4 separate regions of the Mus musculus genome follow, and regions 1, 2 and 3 are each linked to region 4. A link is a contact called in public ChIA-PET, HiCAR-type and promoter capture Hi-C data. All regions are on one chromosome and are shown on one strand. The core of a region is the stretch at or near the end of the contact, and the rest is flanking DNA. Distances in the headings are between cores, read along the strand shown.

Region 1 (4,583 bases), core at 461-2,960, 750 kb before region 4:
ACATGTCCGTGTGGGCATTTACCTCAGCAAGGAGTTTATCATCAGACCAAAAACTGCAAAGACTACCGCCAAGCAGGATGAGGAACAGTTGAGAAGATGCAGAGAGAACAATCTTAGATATAGATTTCATTAAAAAATGGTTTATTAAATAAAATGGTTCAGTGAAGGGGAAAACAATGTAAAGAACATGGACTGATTTGTAGTAGACCCTTGAATTCAGCAAGGATAGTTTAGGTGCTTAGGAAAAAGCTACAGGTGGGTCCAAGGAAATTATGTGAGATTGTGATCTTATTGTTACTGACAAGGATGGAAATTTCTCTAGTCCAAACAGTATGCAACAATGTATCTTTTACTTATTCTTTTTCTTCTTTTGAGCAGGACATTTTCTTTGGAAGAATTCAGTTTTGCCCATGGGCAAAATTCCTTTCTCAGGAGGACTCTTTTTGAAAGGGCGTTTCTGGTTCATTACCACTTCAAGTAATTTTTCTATCCTGTTTTAGTATTTTTGAAGTTAAAAAGACCATGCTGATATCTTCATTTAGGAATTTTCCATTCCTGATAAATTCAGTGCTGTGATTTTTTTCCCACTGGCATTTTCAGTGTTGATTTCAGTATTTACTACAGAGTGTATTGCCAATGCTGGGTTTGCCATAGTGTAGGAAGTGCTCTTGTTCCATCCTGTGTGTGGGCTTCAACCCCAATCATTTTCTGATAGTCTGAAGCAGTATCTAATACCCCACTTTGACAGGCTCATGATGTATCTAGAGTGGGGTCAATTTACAGAGACCTAGTGAGGTCTTCTTCGGGCTCATTTCTCACACTGACTACATGTACCGCTGGAGGTTCGTTTCTTGCTGACTTTTAGCCAGCACTGTAGACCTTTCCTTTAGGCGTGTGAATGCTTAATACTTAGAGAGCTGGATGTGCAGGCACAAACCCATCACCTTAGCACTTGTGACAATACACCAGGAAGACTGCCACATTCAAAGCCAGCCTGGGCTGCATACCAAGGAGAGGCCAGCAGGCAAGATGTTGCCTCAAAAAAGAAAGTTCACACTGACACACAAAGTTCACACTGACATAAGGAAGTGTGAAGTGCCATCTATAACCCAGTACACAGTACAATTGCCTGTGACTGAAATAAGTCTTTGAAGAAATAATATTTATTTTCACTAGCTGAGATGCGTGTGTGTAATTTTTTGTCCCTTTTCCTTTTTTTTTTTTTTTTTTTTTTTTTTTTTTTTTTTTTTTTCTTTTTTGAGCCAAACTTTTCGTCTGTTGCCCAGGCTGGCTAAGAACTCGATGCAATCCTCCTGCCTCCACTTTCCAAGTTCTGGGTTGACAGGTGTGCGTCCCCACACCTGACTCTAACCAGAGGATTCTTACTGAAATTCATAGAAAACCACTACTCGCATCAGTACCCCTTCCTGGTGGCCGTCTCAGGAAACACTAAAAGTAGACTCCTCTAGTATGCTTGGCAGCAGCAGTCTGTCCAAGGGCCAACAAAATGAAGCGCGGCTGGGTTGTCACCAGCGCCGGGTGCCCAGAGCGCTGGAGCGTGTCCTCAGCACGGCTCCTGCACCTAACCGACCCGAGGCTGGGTAGATGATGCAGGGCTCGACCGGTTCCCCTGCTCTCCAGCTCAGCCCCGCCCCTCTCCCATGGCCCCGCGAATTCAAATCGGCCCCGCCGCAGGGCAGAGCACCGAGAGATCGATCGCTCCCGCCCCTCGAGCCGCCATTTTTGGAAGGTGGGAGGAGAAAGGTGGGTGGGCGCGGTGCCTGCTTTGCGGGATGCTGACTGGACTTGGCGGCTCTCTGCAGCACGTCAGGGGTAGGGCAGCACGGCTGGCCGGCGCCCTTCCTCCGGCTGCTTCTCCGGAATGAGGCCTCGGTGGCCGCGCGGGACGACTCGGTTCCTGCTCAGAGCGTGAGTGCGGCGCGCGCGCCCTCCGCTGTCAGTTGGCGCGCGCTCCCGACGCCTCTCCGCGCGCCCCCGCGCCCCCCCCCCCCGGGCTCGCGCTCGCTCGCTCGCTCGGCGCAGACTCGCTTGTTTGTTTCTGCAGGAATCCTAGGAGAGGCCGAAGCCGCCGTGATGCCGGGGAAGCTGAAGGTGAAAATTGTGGCCGGTCGCCATTTGCCGGTGATGGACCGTGCCAGTGACCTGACGGATGCCTTCGTGGAGGTTGGTTCCTGGTCCTGCCCCCCAGAGCACGGGGCGCCGAGCCCTGCCCTTCCCGCGGTCCCCGGCTCCGTGGAGGGATGCCCGCCCGCCCCCAGCCCGTGAGATGTGGCCATCGGTCCTGGACACGTCCCGCTGCCAAGCTCGCGGTCAGGGCGTCGGTCCGACCACCTGCCGGTCCGAGGCGTGGCAGCGGAGACGCTCGCCACGACCTCGTTTGCGGTTAGGAGGTTAAGGGCCATTGCTGCAGCAAGTCCACGCAGCCAGCCCTCTGGGGACACCCACAGCCCCACGGTGCGACTACATCCAACCCGTACCCCAACACCGTCTGAATCATCAGTGCAAGTCACACACAACAGCAGCACTAAAGCTGCCCTTGTGTAGACTGGTAGGGAGGTGAGCTGTTTCAGGGTAATTTATTGCCTCGAGGTAGGAAGTCAATTAAGTGCCATGGGTTTCAATTGCAAAATTGCTCTTTAAGTCTAATGATTAGTTTAAAAGTCATGCAAATTAGCACAGGCCTACTGTCCGGAAGTTAATAACTCACAACCTGAAAGAAGCCAAGGAGAAATTGTAATAAAAGTTGACATAATGAGGCAGACCATTAGAGCAATAATCATTTGGGCTATTAATGCTTAGGGTTCAAAGACATATGACAGTATACTTATACTCAATATATTCTTAAACGTTCCAGAACCTAATTAACTGCAATTCACTGTATTTTTTATTTTATTTATTTTTATGGCATTTGTTGAGTTCAACTTCATCTTTTATTGAAACAAACAAACACAAACCAAACTAACCCCCCCCCCCCAAAAAAAAAAACAAAAAACAAAAAACAAAACCCAAAGCAGTTTGCTCCTGGGCCAGATGTCAACAGAGATCTAATGATAACTGAAGTTGTACTGCCTTTCAGGCAGCCTGGAGAGTAATCCACACAGCTGATATTAATATCTAATATGTATTGAGCTTCATTATTGAGATATTTGTGTTTTGTACTTTTGAATCCTTAGTTTTTACAGCAAAGCTAACTAGGAGCCATATCCTCATCTTACAGGTTAGGCAGTGGATTCCTAGGGGCAGAAATAATGTGCTTCGATGATCTACCTTGTAAATCTCCACAGCCTAGCAGCAGTCTCTTCTATTATAACTTTCCCACCTCTCTAGACAAGGTGCTGAATGTTATTTTTGAATGATGGTTGTTTGCTAGGCCCTGTGCTATTCTGGTTTAGTTGATGTATGTATAATGATGAACAAGGTGAATTTGGTTTCTGATTTTAAGGAACTTTTGTTTTGGTGACTAAGACATTTTAAAAGTACAGAATTTACGAAGTAGATAATGCAAATTAGGAAAAAATTGTTATGGGTGCCATAAAAAAATGCACTAGAAAGTGGTAAAGATCACCATTTTTAGGTTGTGAGGTCAGTGTCAAGCAACGCCTGTTGGATGAGAGACATTAGCTCCTGAGAGCCTGTAGCCTGTGTCTGTGTAAAAGGGTGAGGAGGCAGAGGAGAAGCTGGAGGAGGCTGGTGTGTTACAGGAGTGTAGGAGCATGCAGGTGATGTCTTTTAGTGACGGGAAGGGGAGTAGTCAGAGCCACATTTGGGGAAATGATCAAGTGAGGTAGATGGTGAGAAGATTGGTGTGGACTACGGAATGGGATGTCTCCCGTGGGTAAGAATTTCCCATGGGAAGACAGTTGTGTAGTTCTGAGCTTTGTCATTGCAGATCTTCAGTGCTACTGGCCATCTGGTTTTCTAAAACAAGCTGCTGTAGAAACTATTTAATCTCAATTGGGGCTTTTTATCCCACCTTTGATCGTTCAGTTCTAAGATAAGACATACAACCTTTATATTTATAATAAGCCTTAATCAGCACTTTACACCATACCTACCCTCTAAGCTGTTATGTTTACTTCCCTGCCAGTAACTCCACAATATGACTTGCTATGTCCCATTTGGGCTGTTCTTAATTAAAACTGGCCAGCCCTCATGGCCACGATTCAAGATTCTTACCCCATGGCATGGGAATACTCTCTCTCCATCTTTTTCTTCCTCACCCTGTCCTTGTAGTCTCTCCTCAGACTCCAAGCCCAGGAGCCGAAACCCTTGCCTGTCTCCTGCCCAGCTATAGGCTGTGAACATCTTATTTAATAAATATTCTTAAATTAAGGAGCAAGGCCACATTGTCCGTGGGGATTCCTTCTTCCCTGTGGGCATCAGGCTTGGATACCAGTATTTAGCGTTACAGTACACAGCAAAAGACCGACCCTCAGCATCTTGCTGCTCCCTGGAGCAAGCAAAGGCAGTGTTCAGTTAACGTGATGGTTGTAGTTTGTTGTTGTTTTTGATAGTCTGTCACTGTGTAGTCCTGTGCCTCAAATTTGAGGCTTTCCTGTTTC
Region 2 (4,470 bases), core at 627-3,126, 780 kb after region 4:
AAGTGGAGAAAGAACTAACCAGGACAAATGACATCTAGAGCCTACTCTCTCTACAGGGTCAAAGTCTCTGACTGTTTTATGCATAAAGTACATATCAGCTACATAGTACATGTATAGTGTACATAAATATCTTATACTACAGACACACAGTGCAGAAATGCATAGTACCACATAGTACAATTTGTAATATCTATGTTACTATATCTTTTCCAACATTATGTTTTTATGGATTATTTGGGAATTTCATACAATGCTTTCTGATCAAGTTGACATGCAAGTCCACTCAGGTCCCCCCATCCCCAGAAACTTAACTTTTAAATATTTTTATGACCAGGCAGTGGTGGCACATGCCTTTAATCCCAGCACTTAGGAGGCAGAGGCAGGCGGATCTCTGAGTTTAAGGCAGTCTGGTCTATAGAGTGAGTTCCAGGACACCCAGGGCTACACAGAGAAACCCTGTCTCGAAAAAGCAAAACAAAACAAATATATTTTGTGAATACAATTTATGTCTAAGTACAGAGTTACCTAATTCATGGAAATTTGGGAAGTGTTTGTTTAAAAATATTTTGATTCACTGAATTCGTAAGCAATAAAGTATGGTGACATGGTGACATGAATTGCAGTGTAACCATGGATACTTCCAAAATCACAATGAATTTATGTAAATTATAAAATTACATCTTATTATATGTAAACTAATGAACAGAAATTGTCTCAGAAGACAACCCCATCATGAATGTTTTTTTTCTGTATCAGTTCAAGGAGGAGCTAAATCTGAAAGATCTCCTTAGGAAATACTCAAAGTAGATTCTGGTCAAGTGACACAATGTACAGATGACATGTCATAATCAAACATAATAGACAGCCATCCCCAGGAACACATATCACATATCAATGGAGACAATATAGCATGAAGCAGAAATAAGAAAATAATTAAAAGGAATGTACAAGTTTAAAAGTTTTAAAATAAATTTAATTACATCCTTAGAGGTTTGTCATGTTATGCTTAGAGTCAAAAGCAAAGCAGGCATACCTTTGGAAGCAGAAAGGAATTGCACATTGAAGCCCTTTTGATTATGCTTTTATTCATTTACATGTATTGGATAAAATGACCCCATATTTGTTTGTTTCCATGATTTTTTTTTAAAGTCGTGTCTCCTTGCCTGGCCAGTACTTGGGCTGCAATCCACGATCCCTTGCAGCGCATGTCTCCTTTTTGATGCTTGAAGACATCCCTATTTTTTCTCTTGTGGTTATTAAGCTGCTGTGTTTCGAGACATATTTTTTCTTTAAAACAAAAAGTACAGCCATGCTTAGGAAGACAGACACCGTGCCCAGGAGCGTGGTTAATCCCAGGTATATGTGTCTAAAAGAGGAGAGAGTCTCGGTTATAATTATTGCAGCCACTCAACTTGAAAGCAAAGCAAAACAAAACATGAAGGTTCTAACAGTGTGAGGTTGATTGCTGAGAGACACAGACTTAATGGCCTGGTGGCTATGAATGCTGGTGACCTCCTGCCAGCAGAGGCAACTTCTTAGTTGTATTGTCATTCCTGGTTACTGCAAATGATATAATAGTTCCCACTTCCTCTTTAAAGATTCCCTGAAGTTGGATAGCCATCTTCCTGCTTGCTGAGGCAGTCCTATTTAGCCCATTGCTGTCCCAAGTAATAATTTTAAAAGAGCCTCTTTCACTTTCAAAGGTGTCAAGGTTTGACTAAGTCATGTGGTGACCCTGTCTCAAATATTTCTTCAATACACTCCAAGGAAAAGCTGTGGTAAGCAATTCAAAGAAGGGGTCAGGGTTGTTAGTGGGACAGAAAGGCCTGATAAAGAACTTAGTGTTCAGCTTCCCCTCTTACATACGGTCTCTGCATCACACAATGTCCACACTGCAGTGAGCACTTAGCCTTACCAAATGAGAGCAGAAACCAAATGTCACTCCCAGAACTGGCCCTGGCCTTGGACCAAACATCCTTCACACATAATATCAAAGCCTATTAAATCGATCTTATTTGAGATGGTCTGCCTAATTCACATGCAACTTACAGGCTCAAGACTCTCGGATTTTTTTTTTTCTTTTGGTTTTTGGAGGTTTTTTTTTTTCCCCCTCTGAAACAAAGTATTCAGCGTGTAAGTCTTTGAATAAAAGAAGTCCTGCTTTTAAGCCACTGGAGTATGGCTTTAAGCAGTGGGGAGATAAAGGTTTGATGAACGGAACTGAATGATACCGTAGTGAGAAAACCGTGCTCTCCACCTCAGACACGCTCACCCACACAGAGAAAGCTTTTTACTTTTGTGCATTTCAAGTACTGGGATAATTGAACATCAGCTTGGCAATAAGAGCCGGATGGATTGAGAGCCAAATCCAGATCTTGCCCAGGGGATTAGCGCTGACGCAAATGGTACAGTTTGGCTCAGTTTAAAAAAGAATAGAATTAAATAAACCCAGAATGTGACCTAAATTTAAATGCATCTGAGTTTCAGGAAATATTTTGCCATTTGTGTGCACACATTTTCAAACCTGTATTCTAGGATTTTTTAAAAATCATTTATTATATATGTATGCTCGTGTGTGTGTGTGTGTGTGTGTGTGTGTGTGTGTGTGTGTGTGTTATGAGCCAGGGTTGCTCACTCTGCAGCCTCAGTTTAGCCTAGAACATATTATATAGCCGAGGCTGACTTCAATTAAGCATTAACTAATTCTCTTTTAGTCCCCTGAATTCTGGGATTACAGGTGTGAGCCATTTTTTCCTGCTCATTTTCATCATTTTTAAAAAATGATTACTTGGGGCAGGGAGAAATTCAAAGTATAATGATACATATATGTGAAAGTGCCATAATAAAATACATTCATGAAACGCATTGCTAACTGTGCTAACTTTAAAAAGTCAGAACAAAATAAAATAATGATGAATTCAAAATGAAATTCAATGTCAACACTTGGCAATATTTTTTCATGTAAAATAGAATTGTTCACAGTTTTTTGGTTGATTTACCTCATAAACATGGAAAGTACACAGGGAATTTTAAGCTTCAGGATGTGGCAGAAAATGAGCTGTAGGAGCACAGAGCTACATGAGTGTGCTTGGCACTGTACCTGAAAGCGTGGGAGTCATACAGCCTGCAGGAGCCTCTGCTTCCACATTTCTTAAATCCCCATTTGAGGCATGAAGTGTCAATCAAAACACCAAAGTACACAGGGGCTGGGATTCCTGCTGTAAGAAACATAAATGATCGCTTCTAAGTTTTTGGCCATAAGAAGTGACCCAGAACCACTTACCTTGAGCTCAGGAATCACTGATTAGGTAGTGAAAACCCACAATTCTTCACTGAGACCTCTTTCTATGGCTCAGAGTTTGGTCACAAGCTCAGGACCCATGCAGTAACTGTCAGTGGTTTAGGTCTAGATGCATGTCTCCTGGAAATTCACACTCAATGTGAACACAACTTCTCCCTCACCAAGTGGCCAAGGCAATGAACCTGGATGCCACCTCTGAGCCCTTCTCATTTTAAAACCCAAGCCATAAAATCTCTTCCTTAGGTATATATCCTCCTCTCTCTGCTTCTGCTCTGATGTAAATCTGAAGGAGGGTGTGTGTACAGCTCACTGGTAGAGAATTTGTCTAGCATACATCCAAGCCCAGGGTTTAATTCCTAGACACCCCACCCTAATAAAAGCAATAGCCAAGGGTTCTTTTTTGCCAATTCCCTTAACTCTCTCTACTCTATTTACTAAGCAAATAACCACACAGATAATTGCCCAAGGTATTCCAAGACCAAACATGACATGTCTGGCCTCATCTGAAGTCATATTAATTGTCTTATGTTTCAGATACCTGCTTCCCTGAACTTTTTTCAGTGATTAACATGCTCCACCCTCTTGCCGAACGCCCCGAGTAGCTTTCTTTATCTGAAGCTGATTTCATCTTCTTGCCTCCTCCTTTTGAATGTGCACATACCCTTTGCATCTCAGTTGAAATGGTTCCCTTCAGAAAGAGCCATTCCAATGACCTAAAACTGCATTCATTCTGCTCAGCAGCCTACAACTTTCCTCCCTTCCACAAACCCTTAGTGGCCTTTGATTGTGTGTTCTCAGAAAACCAAGCTATGCAACCACAGGATAGGCACAGGATGGTTGGCTGTCTTACTCATTATACTTCGCAATAACTGATCCTTCTTAGGGACAGAAGATAAATTCTCATCATCAACTTTCAACAAAAGTCCTCTGGAAGGATTAAAATGTGTTCACAACTTCACTTCTATTTTGTACGTTGCAAACAGATGGTATTAAAATCTGGTTTGCACAGGGCTGTTTGTTTGTTTGTTTTGGTGTTTGTTTGTTTGTTTTCCTTTGAGTAGCCAAAATTTTTACAGCTAATAAAGGTGAGTTTATTTTGGCTCACAGTTCAGGGTATTTGAATCAGCCATGGTGGGGAAAGTGTGTCTATGCAGTAGGGGCATGTTTGG
Region 3 (4,926 bases), core at 2,276-4,775, 820 kb before region 4:
TAACAAAAGGTGTCTGTCAGTTTCTAAAACTGTAGCACCCAAGGAAGGAAATGCAAATGTGTTCAAGTGCGCTCAAAGTTGTCTTTTTTCTGAGCCACAGCAGTTCTGTAAGAATTAGCCTTGAACAGGCGTAGCCTCAATCCTCTCTCTCTCTCTCTCTCACACACACACACACACACACACACACACACACACAGAGAGAGAGAGAGAGAGAGAGAGAGAGAGAGAGAGAGAGAGAGAGAGAGAGAGCCTTTCTAGGTCAAAGGGCAGTATTCCTAAGGTAGTCCTCTCAGATCTGCCACTCATACACTCATACTCAGCTTTACCAACTGCAATACCCATTTACAGTTCTTGCCTGTCTCCCTCAAAGGAAAATATGGGGTGGAAGGGATTTTAAAACAAAGGAGCATGAAACAGAAAGCATTTAGCTAGTCTTGTCTTAGAACTACTGTACCTACTCAGAAATCTAACCTCTGAAACCCCGCCCTATAGTGTTTTTACTTGAAAGGCCAGCTCTATCCAAATTGAGACCCAACTTCCCAAGCTGGTAGTTCTAAGAAGAGACTATCTTTTAGGGAACCATCAAATCTCTTTGTTTTGGGCCTATTTTTATTTTTCTCACATTCCACATGTTGATATTATAGGAGTAACTACCAGGAAAGATAAGGATGGTCACAAAAGCTTCTAAAATATGTTATATAAAAATACGTTTTTAATATATTTTTCCTGCTGGCCTGGAACTCCTTATGTAAAGTCAGGAATAACCTTCAACTCCTGATCTTCCTGCCTCCACTACATACAGCCAAGAAAAATGTTAGTCTGGGGGAGGAAAAAAAAAAAAAAACAGTGAGAGTTTGGAGTAGAAAGCTTGCGTAGCATGCTCTATGCTCAAGCTTGCATTTCCAGAGCCTCATACAAAGGGGGAGGGGGAAGAGAATACCTTAAAAAAACAGGCTATTCTGCTTCAGCTGACATGACGTTACATGTCTCTTTTGGCTATAGGATGCGTGCTTCCCTTTCAGAAATGAGGTAGGAGTATTATCTTTTACAGTTCCAGAAATAAAATTTTAAAAGAAACTATAACCATTAAGGAACACTAAACAAGCAGGCCACAGTGACAAAAGCCTTAAAGCCCAAGGCTCAAGAGGCCAGCCTGGTTTACAGAGCCAGCTCCAAACCGGATGGAGCTACAGTGAGACCTTGTCTCAAAAGAATACAAATAATGACAAAATTGGAATTACTAAACAAGGCCCCAAGGCACCACTGGTTTGCAGTGTCCTAGCATATGTAAGTCCCTCTAGGAGCTGGGGCAGAATAAAGAACCCTAGCCTTGACTTACTGATGGCTCCGCTTCTGATCCAAGAGTTCTGCTTGCACAAGGAGGGGATGAATTTCTAATTATTGATTTTAGAAGTGAGTAATATCTGTTAAATACACATAAGTTCAGATTATGAACCCAAAGGTTACAGTTCATAGTCACAGCATAGGTCAGGAATGGTGGCAAAAACCTGCAACCCCACCACAATGGGGTGCCAGTTGAGTGAGGGATCTAGCCACCTTGCCTGGAAAAAGAAAAATACATATAAGTCATGATTTACCCTCATCTCCTATATAACAGTCAGAATAGCTTTAAGTCCTTCTTTACCCTGGCTTTCCTTCACTAGATTTCACGTGAGGTAAAAGAGAGAGCACCTACCTAGGATTTCCTAGGCAACGATGACTTTAAAAAGAGCTCAACCCAATCCAGCAGACAGCACTTCACTCGACAGCTATTACCACTTTCTACACACAAATAAATGAAAGGAAATTCCAAGCTTCAAACTTGAAAAAGTCACTGCTAAAAAACAATATGGGTTGCCAGCACTGCAGTATACCAGGAAGCAGAACTGCCTTTAATTAGTAAGATATTTTCCAGAAATAGATTTTATTAAATTTTAAAACCCTCTCAAACAAGCAAGTGAATACACTATATTAACAGTCTAACATGAGGGCTACATACAGAGGTAGAGCACTGGCCTAGGATCCAGAGCTGCCTTTCCCAGCACTGCAAAAAATACACAAACAGATATGCTTCCATTTGAAAAGCACTTCCTTAAAGGAAATGCAATAATCTTCCAAGTTATACATAAAAATCATTTTGAATCAACTATTTCCTATATACTTGGCCAACAGGCACACCTTAAATGTCAAAGTCTTTTGTCTAACAAGTTTCTTCCCCAAAACATATGGGTCGGTCTCTTTCAGCTGCTCAGAACACTTCTAACAAGAATCGAAACTAAAACTCATAAAAGCCCCCAAGTGTCAGGAACTGCTCTGGGGCCTAGACACTACTCATGTTTTAATTATACTAAAAAAAAAATTTAGCAAAAAACTTAAATCAATAAATCCTGTATAAACCCCCAACAATGTATTGGAGTCATCAAAATGACAGACGTCTTGAATAATACAAATTACTGCTCAAATCTAAAACAATCCCAAACCGTTAAAATTTTACTAATTTGGCTTGTTTGCAAGGAAAAAGGAAATTCACCTTAGTAATCCTACAAGCTGTGCACTGAAAAAACTATAACCAATTACACCAGATAAATTGTGGGTATGGTGGATCATAACTTGCAAGTGCCTTTTTTTTTTCCTAATCCTAGCTTTTCGGGGGTAGGGGTATCCTTCTGAGAATTTTTGTCTTTAAAGCCACTGACTCACGAAAATATTCCCAGGCCACTGCTCACTCCAACCCTGAGCATTAATTCTTCTAAGACTTTACAAATTTAGAAACCTTCCAATTCAAGCCTTCCTATAACGCACGGCATAGCGTTCCCTAGCATCCTGGCGTGGGCAGCAGCAGGTCCCCGGTCATTCCGCTTTGGAAAGGAGTTGTTCTCCCGCGGCTCGGAGATGGGGATGTGGGAAGATCTCGGGCTGGATAAGGCAGGGATGGGAGGGAAGCGCAGGGGAGGGAGGGCAGCGGAGAGGACCGCGGGAGGCGGATGGGCTGCGGGGTCTGGGAGGAGAGGCATGACGAGGGCCGCGGCAGCCATCCCCGGGAGCCTCTTCAGGGGCCGGGCAGACGTCGCTGACGCGGCGGCTTCGGGAAGGAAACCCGGTGCCCGTCCGGCCTCACCTGCAGGGTCACCTCCCGGGGGTCCCAGTGCGGCCGCAGGTGCCGCAGCAGGCTCAGGGCGCCGTCGCGGCAGCGCTGCTCCTCCTGGTCCTGCACCGTCACGTCGAGCTTCGGCACCTCGGGCGAGCCGGGCGGGACGTGGATGTAATTGGCCATGGCCCAGGCGACGGCGGACACGACCACGACGACCACGGCGACGGCGACCACGAGCGCGGCGGGCGCCGGCAGGCTGCTGGACCCTTCCGTCCCGGGGCGCCCTCGGCGGAGGGCTGCGGCCGCTCGGACGCACGGGCGGGCGGCGGGGGCAACCGGGCGGCCGGACGGGGTGCGCAGTGCAGAGACGCGGAGGCACGGCCGCTCTCGGGAAGATGCCTCAGTGCGCTAGACCGCGGGCGGCCGCGAAGCATGCCGGGACTGGCCTGACGCTAGCGTCACGCCGGGGGCGGAGCCTCGGCTGCGTCAGGCGGCTGGCGGGGTGGCGAACCCCGCGGCACAATGGGCGGGCCTCGGGGCTCTTGGGGATCGGGGTCTCGGGGAGCGCGCACCGCCAGGCACTCCGCTACTGTGGGGTTGGCTGGGCTCCTGCACCCGAAGGAGTCCGAGCGCGGCCGAGCCCAGCCGGAGCGCTTACGAGCCTTGCCGAACACTGCCGAGCCCTGCCGGAGCACTGTCGAGCTTTGCCGAGCCCTACCGGGGCTCTAACGAGCCTTGCCCGAGCGCTACCGGAGCCCTACCGAATTCTGCCGAGCTCTGCCGGAGCGCTGTCGAGCTCTGCCGAGCCCTTTCGAACTCTACCGATGAGCTGTGGAGTGCTACCCAGCCCTGTCAGGAGTCAAGGAAGCGTCACCTTTCTAGATCACTAGGGTCGTGGGCTCTGCTTACTTAGGGCTGACGTTCTTACGGGACGCAGAAGGCACGTCCTGAAATAACCCTAAATTTAAGCTGTGAGCTTAGCCTGGCCTCAACCGGCCAAGCTGGATTAATTTGCTCGCCTTGTTCCTGAAGCTGTGTGCACAGAACTACATGCTTGCTTGGTTCAGCAACCCAGTTCCCTTTGACGGTACATAGAAATCACAGTATTTGGGGCAAACTTTACGTAAAGTGAGAGTAAACCGGTGACAGTGGTGTGATGACCTATACCTGTCCTAGTTCTCAGGTGCCTAAGGCAGGATTGCCACGAGTTCCAAACCAGCCGGGCTACATAGTGAGTTCCAGGTTTGCCCGGGATATACTTAGTCATCAGCCGACCGATAATAGACGACTGAAACACTCATTTTAAGGGTCAGATAGTTGACGTTGCTGAGAATTATTCAAAGCCGGTTATATAAGGTAGAGACTCGGAGGGAATTGGAAGGAAAGAAAATTAGATCTGTCATGCTAAATCATAGCGCGTCCTGGGACTCGCACGGCTACATGAAACCTCCTGTATCAGAAAGGCTCTGCTCTTTGCTTGTTAGAGAAATACTGGCAACCGGATCATCTACAAGTTTTTGGTCCGCCCTTGTGCTTTCCTTTTATGACGGAGACAATGGAGGTGACTTTCACCTTGACTTCTGGCCTCCCCGGGGCTGAGTACAAGTGAATAACTTGTGAATGATCAAATGTTGTATTACCCATTAGCACACATTTATGTTCTCATTGTTCTGAATGAGGCTACATACCTTTGTAAGTCACAAATAAGTCTGAGATAATGATAAACTTCCTACACTAAAAAGTGGGAAATCCACTCCTGCATTTTTGCAACATTGTAAATTTATTGACCATTTTCCAGACTTGAGTATGTGTTTTTAAAAACCACTATGTAGCCC
Region 4 (4,605 bases), core at 163-2,662:
GAGCCATTTGAACCTTAGCTTAACAAAACACAAAGACTTAACATGCAGCAGTTTCACGATTTCTACCTTTTCCCTACACTCCGGAGGGGGGTGGTCGTTTGCTCATCTTGGATTCTGTTCCACTGCCTGTCCCATGTCCCTGCTCATGTCCCACGAAGCTCAGCACCCTCAACCCCACGCCCTCAGGCCATACAACAGTCCTGTGACTCAACCTATTTGAATGTCCTATATCTGACCACTCTCTGCCTTTGTTTCCTCTTCATATTCTGTAATCTATCTTGTACATTTCTTGTTGGATCAAGTTCTCAAAACTTAATACTCCTGAGAACTATCTACAGGTTAGCTTCCTGCTTCACACAGCTGTCGACCATTTGCCCTTAACACACACACTGTAGCTAATCAAATTTACAAAGCTTTCACCCCTAACTCGAAACCATCTATTTGCAGACTTTCATTAAACACAGCAAGTCGTATCAACCTATGTGGTCTGAACTCTGGCAGTCTTCCTTGCTTCTGTCTCTTATCAGCTTCTCTGCTTGCAATTTAAGTCATGCTTTCTTCCCATGAAGGCTACACTGTGGAGTATGTTTTTCTTCTCTATTTGGTAATCTTTACACATTAAGAGAAGTTAATTACCCCTTACCTTAATTCACTCCTACCAGTAACTCCTAAGATTAAGGTAACACAGTGATGACGTGACTTGGAATATGAACTCTTTGATGGATAAACAGGAGCTGCACCACCCAAGTTTAACAACTCAAAAAACACTTCCTGCTACTATTTCTGGTGACTTCAGCGGTTGGTGATCGCAACAAAATAGTTCTTTTCTGTAATACGCACATGTAAACACATCTGATTCATTTGTTTATCATGATTAGAATTTCCTCATCTGTAGTCCTTTGCCCCAAACTTCTGCTAGACATGAAATTTTATCTTTGGAGTTCAAGGTAACGTTGAAATTATTTATTAACGTCGTGGCACTTATCAAGAAACTAAATTTCATGTGTGAAGGAAATCTGAAAAGTGGGAGAATTTTCTGTCCAAACGCCAAGGTCTCCTGCCCACTGGCACACTATTCCACCCGGAGTCTGGTTCGATTTTGGATTCCTAGCTAATTAGGCACTGTCTACTCCTGGCCCCAAACGCTACAACGGGGCTCTGCGCAGCCTCCCCACCAGCGGCGCCGCCGAGTGGGCGTGGGGAAAAGCCGGAAGAGCGACCCGCGAAGCGGTGCCGCCCGCCGCAATCTCCCGTAACCACGACAACAGGGTCCAGAAGGGGCGGAGCACGCGCCCACGAACCTGCTCGGCACACGTGACGCCAGCGATGCCACCTCCTACCACCACGAATGTCCCTGCCGGTCGCGGGGCCTCCATAGTTCCCCGGGGGCTGGCGGCAGACTGAACACTGGTGAAAGTTCCAGCTATTTTCTACCCGGAAGAGACGCTGCCCACAAATCACTTCCGGCGCTCGGGCCATTGACATTGGACTACGGGTGCCCGGAAGCTCACACTTAGTCCGTATGAGTATTTCCCACGTGTTTTGCGTTTGAAAATCTGGAGGCAGACTTTCCGGCTGTTACCACGCCCACATCTTGAACTCTGGTTGCCCCTGCCTTAGGGGACTTTCATGCGAGCCTCTTCTTATTCTGTAGGGGAAGAACTCGAATCCTCTGGAATAGTCTCGATTGCTGCCCTTCACATAGCAATGGGATATTGTGAAAACTCATTCTTTTTGTTTTTGTTTTTGTTTTTTGCGAGACAGGGTTTCTCTGTATAGCCCTGGCTGTCCTGGAACTCACTTTGTAGACCAGGCTGGCCTCGAACTCAGAAATCCGCCTGCCTCTGCCTCCCGAGTCCTGGGATTAAAGGCGTGCGCCACCATGCCCGGCCTTTGAAAACTCATTCTTTATGACATCTTTATGACAATCAAATACTGTTGAATAGTTGAAGAAGTTAGCCTCTAACTTCCAATTCTGAGCTCAGTAAAAATGTACAGGTGCAAAAACATAGCATTTCTTAACAGTTATAGTTTCCTAGTGTTCATTTGCCTGAGGAATGGCGTTCAGAAATGGCTGAGTTGTTTTCACCTCTTTCCTCTGCAGTATCCTCTCTTACCTTGCTGTTAATCTTTGTGCCCTTGTGGATTGTCTCGCTTGGCGGTTTGATTTTAATATTAAGGCCTTTTTTAATCGTCTCTGTCTAACACTGGTATTTATTGATGCCTCTTTAATTCTTTAAACTCTGAGGATGGCCAATCTGGGTAACAGGGACTCTATATCTCATTATAGATATACACTGCTTCATCGTTTTACAGGAGACCATTTGCTCCTCAGCTTTGAATGACACCGCTGCTTTCTTTCTTTTCTTAGCACACACAACGTCAGCTTTTTGCAACTCCTTTCCCTCAATAAGCTGCCGCTCCTCATCAATAACTTTAATAACTGTAAAATGGAGAAAGGAGTTGCCTCTATGTAGCCCAAAAACATCTTATGAGTTTAAACCTACCCTGCTTTACTTCATCCCAACTACACCAAAGTCGTAAGCTCCTTGACACGACCCCAGCTACTATTTCTGGTGACTTCAGTGGTTGGTGATCTCAGTAAAATAGTTCTATTTGTAATACCCACATGTAAACACACCTGATTCATTTGTTTATCATAGTTAGAACTTCTGTTGGACATGTTACTCATCAACATAAATAGAAATATTAACTAATATTCAAACTGTATCCATTCACCATTTGCTGTTTTACTTTAGAACATAAAAAAAAAACAATAACAAAACAGTGAAGGGATGGTCAAGAATAAAAAGAATAAGTAGGCCTTTTGGACTTTAAAGCGAAACAGCAAAAAAGTATTTTAAATATATGACATATTTAAATGACACATATATATCATCTATCTATCACCTACCTAGTATCTTAAATATATATATATATATATATATATATATATATATTTATATATATATATGATCTTCATAGGCACCGCACACACATGACACACAGGCATGCATTCAGGCAAAACACTCATATGCAAAATATAAAAACAGTCTTTGTAAAAATAAAAGCATACTTGTAGCTGGGCAGTGGTGGCACACGCCTTTAATCCTAGCACTTGGGATAAAGAGGCAGGCAGATTTCTGAGTTCAAGGCCAGGCTGGTCTACAGACAGGTCTTCCAGGACAGCCAGGGCTACACAGAGAAATCGTTTCGAAAAACCAAAAAAAAAAGTATATTGGTATGCTGCTAAAGAAAATCCCTCAATTTGTATTATCTTATGTGTATGGATGTTTTGCATATATATAAAATTATTAATATCATGTGCATGCAGTACCAGCAGAGGCCAGAAGAGGGCATTTGCTTGCCTGAAATTGGAGATGATTCTGAGCTGCCATGTGGGTTCTGGATGCTCTGGAAGAACAGCTAGTGTTCCAAACCTACTGAGCTATCTCTCCAGATCTTTGTTAGTTTTCTTAAGAAGTACACATGCTCAGTTGTTTAATACATACCCCTAAAAATGAATAAATATTAAAAAATAAAAGTATTTTAGTTAGAAAAATATGTGTTGAGAGGAATAAATGAGAACAAAACATATAATAACATGTAATAATATACCATTTTTTGTATTATTTTTATGCTAACCAAAAATTAATAAAATCTATAAATCTATAAAAAACAAAATAGAAAGTATGATATAGGCGACCAATATTGGGTTGGTAAATTTTAACATAAAAATGCATCCAAGAATATAGATGTATATGTGTGCATAGGCTGTCTCTGATTCCATTGCCTTGCATTGGATCCCCTTCCCCTACCTGGACTGCCTGAATGGGCCTCAGTGGGAGAGGAGGTGCTTAGTGGTACCCAGGGGAAGCGTACCCCTCCCTAAGGAGAAGGTGGTTGGGTAACTGGGGTGGGGAGACTTGTAAGGGCAGCACTGGGAAGAGAGGAGGGAAGGGGCTGTAACTGGGATGTAAGGTGAATCAAAAAATAAATTATGGACAGAAAAAAAAAGAGAAGGCAATGCCTTCCTAAGATTGGGCTGTAGCTAAGCCTGTAGGGCATTTTCTTAGTTGGTGTTCCATGCCTTCCACCCCTTGTAGATGTTGCTATTCTCTGGCTGACAGTGCTGGGTTTTGTAAGAAAGCAGGCTGAGTAAGCCATGAAGAGCAAGCCAGTAAGCAGCACCCCTCCATGACCTCTGCATCAGCTCCTGCCTCCACATTCCTGCCCTACTTGAGTTTTTGTCCTGACTTCTTTAGCTGATCAAGACAATTCTCCAAGCAGTTCTTTCTTGCTATTCTAAAAAATTATCTGGATAGCTCATCTCTTGCAGATCACAAGCCCAGTCTTTTATTTTACACAACAATCCAGTCATTTACACCAGGTCCCCCTTTGATTGTCCTATGAATCAGCCTCTCATGACCCCAGCCCTTTGATTCTTAGGGGACAGCAAGAACACATACTTTTTTTTTTTTTTAACATTGCAAAGGAATTCTGCCCACCTCTTATAAGCACAGACAATAGACTGGTTAGGTGGGAACCCACCCTGAAATTACTATTTCTACCACACCTAGACCTAACATTGCCATGTCCCCAGCC

The links. ChIA-PET counts read pairs in DNA pulled down with a chosen protein or histone mark. HiCAR-type assays count read pairs that join an accessible place to other places. Capture Hi-C pulls out chosen DNA fragments and counts their contacts.
Region 1: a contact with region 4 is called in a promoter capture Hi-C map of liver, with 2.3 times the contacts expected there. The contact joins the promoter of C2cd5 here to the promoter of Pyroxd1 in region 4. A contact is called at or near these places in 1 of 39 promoter capture datasets (liver), 1 of 115 datasets of contacts at active chromatin or transcription factors (pancreatic cancer cells) and 2 of 9 other capture datasets (adipose tissue and liver).
Region 2: a contact with region 4 is called in a HiCAR-type map of astrocytes, with 3 times the contacts expected there. The contact joins the enhancer-like site here to the promoter of Pyroxd1 in region 4. A contact is called at or near these places in 4 of 39 promoter capture datasets (the 3T3-L1 cell line, embryonic stem cells, hippocampal neurons and 1 more), 2 of 484 Hi-C or Micro-C datasets (adipose-derived mesenchymal stem cells and embryonic fibroblasts), 1 of 115 datasets of contacts at active chromatin or transcription factors (astrocytes) and 1 of 9 other capture datasets (embryonic stem cells).
Region 3: a contact with region 4 is called in an RNA polymerase II ChIA-PET map of memory CD8 T cells, with 38 read pairs. The contact joins the promoter of Etnk1 here to the promoter of Pyroxd1 in region 4. A contact is called at or near these places in 9 of 39 promoter capture datasets (the 3T3-L1 cell line, 3T3-L1-derived adipocytes, the C10 cell line and 4 more), 2 of 484 Hi-C or Micro-C datasets (embryonic stem cells and muscle stem cells), 1 of 115 datasets of contacts at active chromatin or transcription factors (memory CD8 T cells) and 1 of 9 other capture datasets (liver).

What each region holds. Positions count from the first base shown.
Region 1 is chr6:143,097,279-143,101,861 of GRCm38.p6, reverse strand. C2cd5 (C2 calcium-dependent domain containing 5) reads left to right here and starts at 1,710. Exons shown (of 29, transcript NM_001362113.1): 1 at 1,710-1,929; 2 at 2,066-2,184. The coding sequence starts at 2,095.
Region 2 is chr6:141,566,202-141,570,671 of GRCm38.p6, reverse strand. Slco1c1 (solute carrier organic anion transporter family, member 1c1) reads right to left here. Exons shown (of 15, transcript NM_021471.3): 14 at 3,101-3,218; 15 at 495-1,366. The coding sequence ends at 1,144. Among named protein-coding and RNA genes, the nearest start is that of Slco1c1, 44 kb to the right of the region's middle. Within about 2 kb of position 1,876, at least 18 of the 459 cell types and tissues checked have an H3K27ac peak or open chromatin away from gene starts, as enhancers often do. A contact at or near this core is called in astrocytes, where this site is marked.
Region 3 is chr6:143,165,829-143,170,754 of GRCm38.p6, reverse strand. Etnk1 (ethanolamine kinase 1) reads right to left here and starts at 3,525. Exons shown (of 8, transcript NM_029250.2): 1 at 3,119-3,525. The coding sequence starts at 3,274.
Region 4 is chr6:142,342,504-142,347,108 of GRCm38.p6, reverse strand. Pyroxd1 (pyridine nucleotide-disulphide oxidoreductase domain 1) reads right to left here and starts at 1,412. Exons shown (of 12, transcript NM_183165.3): 1 at 1,302-1,412. The coding sequence starts at 1,376.